Regions from separate parts of the Gasterosteus aculeatus genome. Here region 2 is linked to region 1. The links are chromatin contacts, called in public Hi-C maps. All regions are on one chromosome and are shown on one strand. The core of a region is the stretch at or near the end of the contact, and the rest is flanking DNA. Distances in the headings are between cores, read along the strand shown. Region 1 holds the start of LOC120831295 (E3 ubiquitin-protein ligase TRIM21). Region 2 has its middle 47 kb from the start of LOC120831295.

Region 1 (2,956 bases), core at 283-2,782:
ATTCCAGTATTTCCCTGTAAACAAAAATGTGTGGAAAATACTTTGCACATTTGAGGAATGAACTATTGGGAATGTTATAAATCCACTAAAATAGCATGCAGGTCATCACGGGAGTCCAAAACGGCCAACTACAAATTCACATAAGTTTCCAATTGAACCTCCACTACTATTAATTGCTAAACACACTTGCTGATAGATGCTTTTACCTGCACACATGGTTAAACACAGCTCCATTCCCTTTTCAGGCCTCATTGGTGTTGACACTTTGAAGTTGTCGGCTGCCCTGTTTACTGATGCAAATTAGCAGGTACGGGACCTTCAGAGGAGCAGAGAGCGTGGCAGCTTCGTGGGTGGTGGGTCCTCCTTTTGACGACGGACCCCTACCATCCATTCCCCTCTCAATCTCTAACCCCCCCTCCCCCTGTGAAGGAATGCTTTCAGCTGGGCTCACCTGGTTGAAGTGAGGCCCGTGGATGCTGAGGGGAGTGGAGCTCCGTCGGGGTCTTCTCATACCAGCTGGCCTGCAGCAGCTTGGCACCCCGGCGCTAGAATGGAGGGTTGTTCATCGGTATGTTCTTGCTTACATTTGCTCTCTGCTCTCTGAAAAGCATCCAATCTCGAAATCGTTGATTTAAACGCTGCCTTTTTTGTGACTAATAGAAAATCTTCCATTGGTCGGGAAAAAATCTATGCACTGCATCAAATTAAGCATTTCAAAGTCAGGCTGAAGCTGAAGACAGGGTTGCTCATAAAAAGTTATGTTTCTCAAAAGTAGACAATTTATTTTGAATAAATTATTCCAAAATATTTCCCTAAAAAATACTAAATAACAATGGACCTACATACATCATGGTCATGAATACAGATGGTTGGAATATATTCATGGGGTAAATTCCCTGTCCGGATCATTTTCACTCCCTTGAATCAAATATTTGTATGCCTTTAATTCAAGGAAATAAGATGTATTCTGTATTCTGCCAGAGATCCTGTAAATTTCCCCACTGTGGACTAATGAAGAAATATCTTATGTTATCTTATTTCGATTAATACATTCGTATCATAGTGCGGCAGTTGTTTGGTTGAGGATCAATTCTGCAGCGTAGTTAGTAGCTCACACCATCATTAGTAGCTTCTTTCGTTGATATGTTAAGCAAGGAATTATCACAAACAATGAAAAGAAATATAAATCCCAACTGTCCATTCTTTTAGATAGATAGGTAATAAACTGTATTAATCCCCAAGGGGAAATTTGTGTAAATTTCAATTACATTTGAGTTATCACATCATCAGTTTTCAAAAAACCTTTCACCATTTCCTTCTATTTTCAGTTATTGAGGTTGTGCGGGACACAAACAAAGAGAAAACGGCGTCAATATGAATATATATATACAAACAAACACATTAATGCAGCAGGAATATTAATCCAGAAACATCAGGTATAAAAGCATGTTTTCAATGCATGACTTTTATTTTATTTTTTAGTGATACAACTACTTCTGTGAATGATGTGAGTACTTTCTCCACACTCCCTTCCTGAGGGGAGGAGAATGTGAAAGTAAACTTAGTGTGAGTGACGCAGAGCTGCAGTCCAGATGAGTTTCTCTCTAAAGAAACAACTAAATCCACTAGCTTTTCATCAACGATCTGCGACAAACTCTGGTGAGTACGCTGCTCTACAAAGACTAGATACATGAACTAAACTTGTGCTCCGAGTTTAGTTCAGACCACAATCTGACTGTTGGACGTCTGCTTTTATCAAATTAAGAACATTAAGTTGTAGAAATGTGTAATTTGAGATAAAACATCAGAGGTAGAAACCAAACCACAAAGACGTAACTTAGTTAAAGAGAGACAGAACCCAGTCACAGATAGCATTAGCTTAAGCTAACTAACACACACCTACTTCCTGGTTGGACTTCAGACTTCAGCTCCGTCCAGACAGGAAGTTCCACTCAGGGTAAAAGTTTGGTTCAGCGCCACCGTCGGTCATAGTGGTTGTAAATATAAAAACCAGTGCTGGGCACTGGCACACTTTACATATGGTGCTTTTTAGCAGCAGTATTCCCTTTACACTGTTAAACTATTTACTGTAAATCTCAACTTAGAAATGTATACATATATTATTATGTTTATATTATTTTTTTCTGTTCAGGTTCCAGCAGAAACAAGTTTCTTTTATCAGGGAGCAGCATAAACGTTCTCTGCTCAGTAGTTGTGTTATTTGTTATTATTAATTAATTAGTTAAGGTTCTACTAATCATAGTTTGAATTTGTAAAACAAATAATCAAAAGATATGTAATAACAGTCTTGTTTCTCCACACTTGTCCTCAGAGTGTCGATATGTCTGCTGCCAGCTGTCTGCTGACTGAAGATCAGTTCCTGTGCTCCATCTGTCTGGACGTGTTCACTCATCCAGTCACCATTCCATGTGGACACAACTTCTGTAAAGCCTGCATCACCGGCCACTGGAACGTTAATGCCCCGCCTAACTGTCCCAACTGTAAAAAGCTTTTCTGCACCAGACCTGAGCTGCAGGTCAACACGTTCATCTCTGAGATGGCTGCTCAGTTCAGACTGTCAGCTCAGCAGAAAGCCAGCAGCAGCAGCTCAGAGCAACGAGCTGCCCAACCAGGAGAAGTTCCCTGTGACGTCTGCACTGGAACCAAAGTGAAGGCCCTCAAGTCCTGCCTGGTGTGTCTGGTCTCCTACTGTGAGGCTCACCTGGAGCCTCATCTGACTACGTCAGGTCTGAAGAAACATCAGTTGATGGACCCTGTGGAGAACCTGGAAGGCAGGATGTGTACGAAGCACGATAAACTGCTGGAGGTGTACTGTAAGACCGACCAGATGTGTGTCTGCATGCTCTGCACTGTTGCAGACCACAAGAACCATGATGTTGTTCCTCTGAGAGAAGAATATGAAGGGAAGAAGGAAGAGCTTGGAAGGACTGAGGCT
Region 2 (2,956 bases), core at 170-2,669, 47 kb after region 1:
AGTTTTCGTTAGTGGGCGCCCTTTTAATATGTTAAAGGTAAATGCAGGTGCATTTAAAAAAATACCTGGGCCTTTTAGAGCCACTGGGGCAAGAAAACAGATCATGCAGGTAAATGTAATACTCATCCACCTTTTAGCTCTTTTAGTTTTCAGAGTCTACCCACTAAATGAAAGTATATGTCTCTGTGGCTGCTACATGCTCCACTATCTCGTTGCTAACCTTGTTTGTTTGCTGTTTGGTGCTTTGTTGGTAACGCGTTTATCACAGATAATTCCTTGAGAACACCGGTCTGCAGCAGCTGAAGCAAAACATTGAAGTTGCAGGCCATACATCCCAAATAATGCAATGCAAAAATCCCCTGTAGAGCTCAGGGGAGTGAAAAACGTCCATTAGAGCATTTGTAACAAGATGAAATGATAATGTCGTTCGAGCAAAACAAGTACTTATTTGCAACAAGAGAATTCTGTGCTGCAGTTATACGTGCACGGACCTATTTCAGGCAGTTTAACAACATGAAAAAAGGCGGTTAATACAAAGTGCGCTCGTATTATATAGTCTCTAAGAGCATTTTTGATTATTTGGTTATATGGTTATTAAGACGGAGGCGGCTCCTGCTTAGAACCCTCGGAGAGCCCCATTGGAGCACAGGGATGTCCATCCCTCTAGGCTCTCGGATCAACACGCCTCCGTTGTTCATGAGTTCTATATATCAGGATGTTTGCCAGATGATTTGCATATAGGCGATTGGCATAGTTCTAGGTCTGGACATGCTATTCTTAAAACACGTGGTTCCTGTTGAACTGCATTTGACCCAGATAGTGGTGCATCTTTCTGCAACATGTTCGTGTGCTGGTGGTGTGACTTGAAATACGCGTTGATCGTGCAATCCGGCCTTTAAACGGTCTTCACCCATTATTACTATGCATTTATAGTTCAAGTGTAATTTAATTCTAGCGTAAGCGTGCATTTTTATACTTTAATACTCAACAATAACAATTTTTTATATTCAGTTTATATGCTATATTTCTTAATTTCATTGGTTCAATTTTACACAAAATGTAGAATCAACAAGTTTGTGTGGATGTTATTTTTTTAACATCCTAATATTTTTACTACAATAAGAAGTTACAATCTGCTGAGAACTATCTACTTTCCCCCAGCAAGACCCTAAAGGTCACCTCAAGAGCTCGCTGGAGAAATGGCTGTGTGGTTATGTGCATTTGTTGAAAACAAATTTCAGAGCCCTGTGAGTGAGTCAAACTGTAGACTCTTATTTAAACATCCAAATAATCCTAATCTTGAATAAATAGGGGCACCTGGCCTCACTGTTCGCAGCAATAAAGCCCCCTGGAAGCTTAGATAACACAAACACAGCAAGTAATACCTGCAGATAACACTGGTTTGATCCACGTGTGCACTGCAGACCAAAGGCCCCTGCTGATCTGTGTTGATAAAAGCCAGACCACAGGCCGTGCAATTGGCTACGGCAGTTATTCTCTCCGTCAAATGTGTTTCCGATGACTTGTTTGTTTGTTTATTGGCGGCTTCGGAATGTGCGATCTGATCCTACGCTTACAGTAACCCTGCCTGAAGTCCTCTGTTTCATCCTCCGTGTCGAAAATCACAGGTGAGGATCAAAAGAGGACACATGCGCTGTGATTATCAGGTGAGACTTCAAAAGCTTTTTATGAATATTAGGAGCAGGCAGAGAGATTGACATATATTTAGAATAGTGCTGACTCACTGGTTCAAACACACCAATGATTAGGCAAACATTTTATCTGCCTTTTTAGGCAGAAATGAGCAGATCTCCTTCCAGGAGATCAAAGGGCTGTGCTATGCATCACTGCCATCTAATGGTGAGGGAACAACACTTAAATCTCTGAAAAATAGAATTGGATTTTTGAATTCATGTTTTACATGCACGAGTGGCATTTGTCACTTTTTATGAATTTAAATGACTCGAATGATGTCCCCTTTAAAGAAACGATAAGCCAAATCCCAAAGTTCAGCTAGAACCGGAGCAACCAAGGTGGTCCCTCTTTTGTGATTATCCTTCGCATGTACGCGTGTTCTCCTAATTCCTTCCTGCTGAGACACCTGCCCAGTTATTGTTTTGTAACAATTAAAATCACCAAGCGATTCAACCGTATCTGATCAAACCAGCCCACCACCTTTTGTATCCGCAACCTCATGCTCTCATGTGCTTTTGTGTTTTAATTACATGTATCAAGCATCTAGCAATGGCTGCAGCTGGCCTGTGGCCGTGTGTGCACTGCACTAACTCATAAACATTACATCGTCACGACAGCAAAAGCACAATAGGGGATGGCAAAAGACAATCGCTGTCACGAGCGCTGGTTAAATACAGGTCCGAATGTAAGAAAACACTGACTGAGTGGCAGCGGGGGGGATAAACGCACACTTAACAGCAGCACGTTGATACACTGTATCCGCTGTCGGAACAATTCACCTGCCGCCATCTCTCAGCGCCGCCATTCATGGCCTCACCGCGTCTGCAAATTGACGTGTCATCACTTGACTTTATTGATCAAACCTCAGGTGCAAAGTGGAGCCCCCCCCCCCCCCCCCCCCACACTGAACACCTATTTCTTTTTTGTTGTTTTTCAAGCATTTTAAAACCCCAGCGTTTCATCAACGTGCCGCTCTCTCCGTCCCTTTGGAGTGCAGTGCGGGTAAACAAGGCGCTGAAAGCCGTCTTTACAAAGCACTACAAAACTTGGTTTAACTGTAGCCGTCTGGCTTTCAGTGCCATACAAACACGGGGCTAATGCAATCCCGGCTAACCCCCCGGTGCCCACGGTGGTCACACTAGTGTTGCACGCTGACAGCTCCTGTTAAGCCTCTATTGTGTGGACACAGCCGGGGAAGACAAGAGAGGAGGTGGTTAGAAGCACAAAGGGGACATGGGTCCGCTCTCCTCTCTCTCTCATC

Evidence for each region. Hi-C and Micro-C count contacts between places; a contact is called where the count stands out from the background.
Region 2: a Hi-C map of liver shows a contact between it and region 1, with 4 times the contacts expected there. The contact joins the enhancer-like site here to the promoter of LOC120831295 in region 1. A contact is called at or near these places in 4 of 6 Hi-C or Micro-C datasets (liver, skeletal muscle and tail fin).

The regions. Positions count from the first base shown.
Region 1 is chr13:17,562,686-17,565,641 of fGasAcu3.hap1.1, forward strand. LOC120831295 (E3 ubiquitin-protein ligase TRIM21) reads left to right here and starts at 1,533. Exons shown (of 2, transcript XM_040196667.2): 1 at 1,533-1,659; 2 at 2,333-2,956. The coding sequence starts at 2,342. LOC120831296 (a long non-coding RNA gene) reads right to left here and starts at 545. Exons shown (of 2, transcript XR_013452107.1): 1 at 452-545.
Region 2 is chr13:17,609,937-17,612,892 of fGasAcu3.hap1.1, forward strand. No RefSeq gene overlaps it. Among protein-coding and RNA genes, the nearest start is that of LOC120831295, 47 kb to the left of the region's middle. Within about 2 kb of position 1,420, at least 1 of the 9 cell types and tissues checked has open chromatin away from gene starts, as enhancers often do. A contact at or near this core is called in liver, where this site is marked.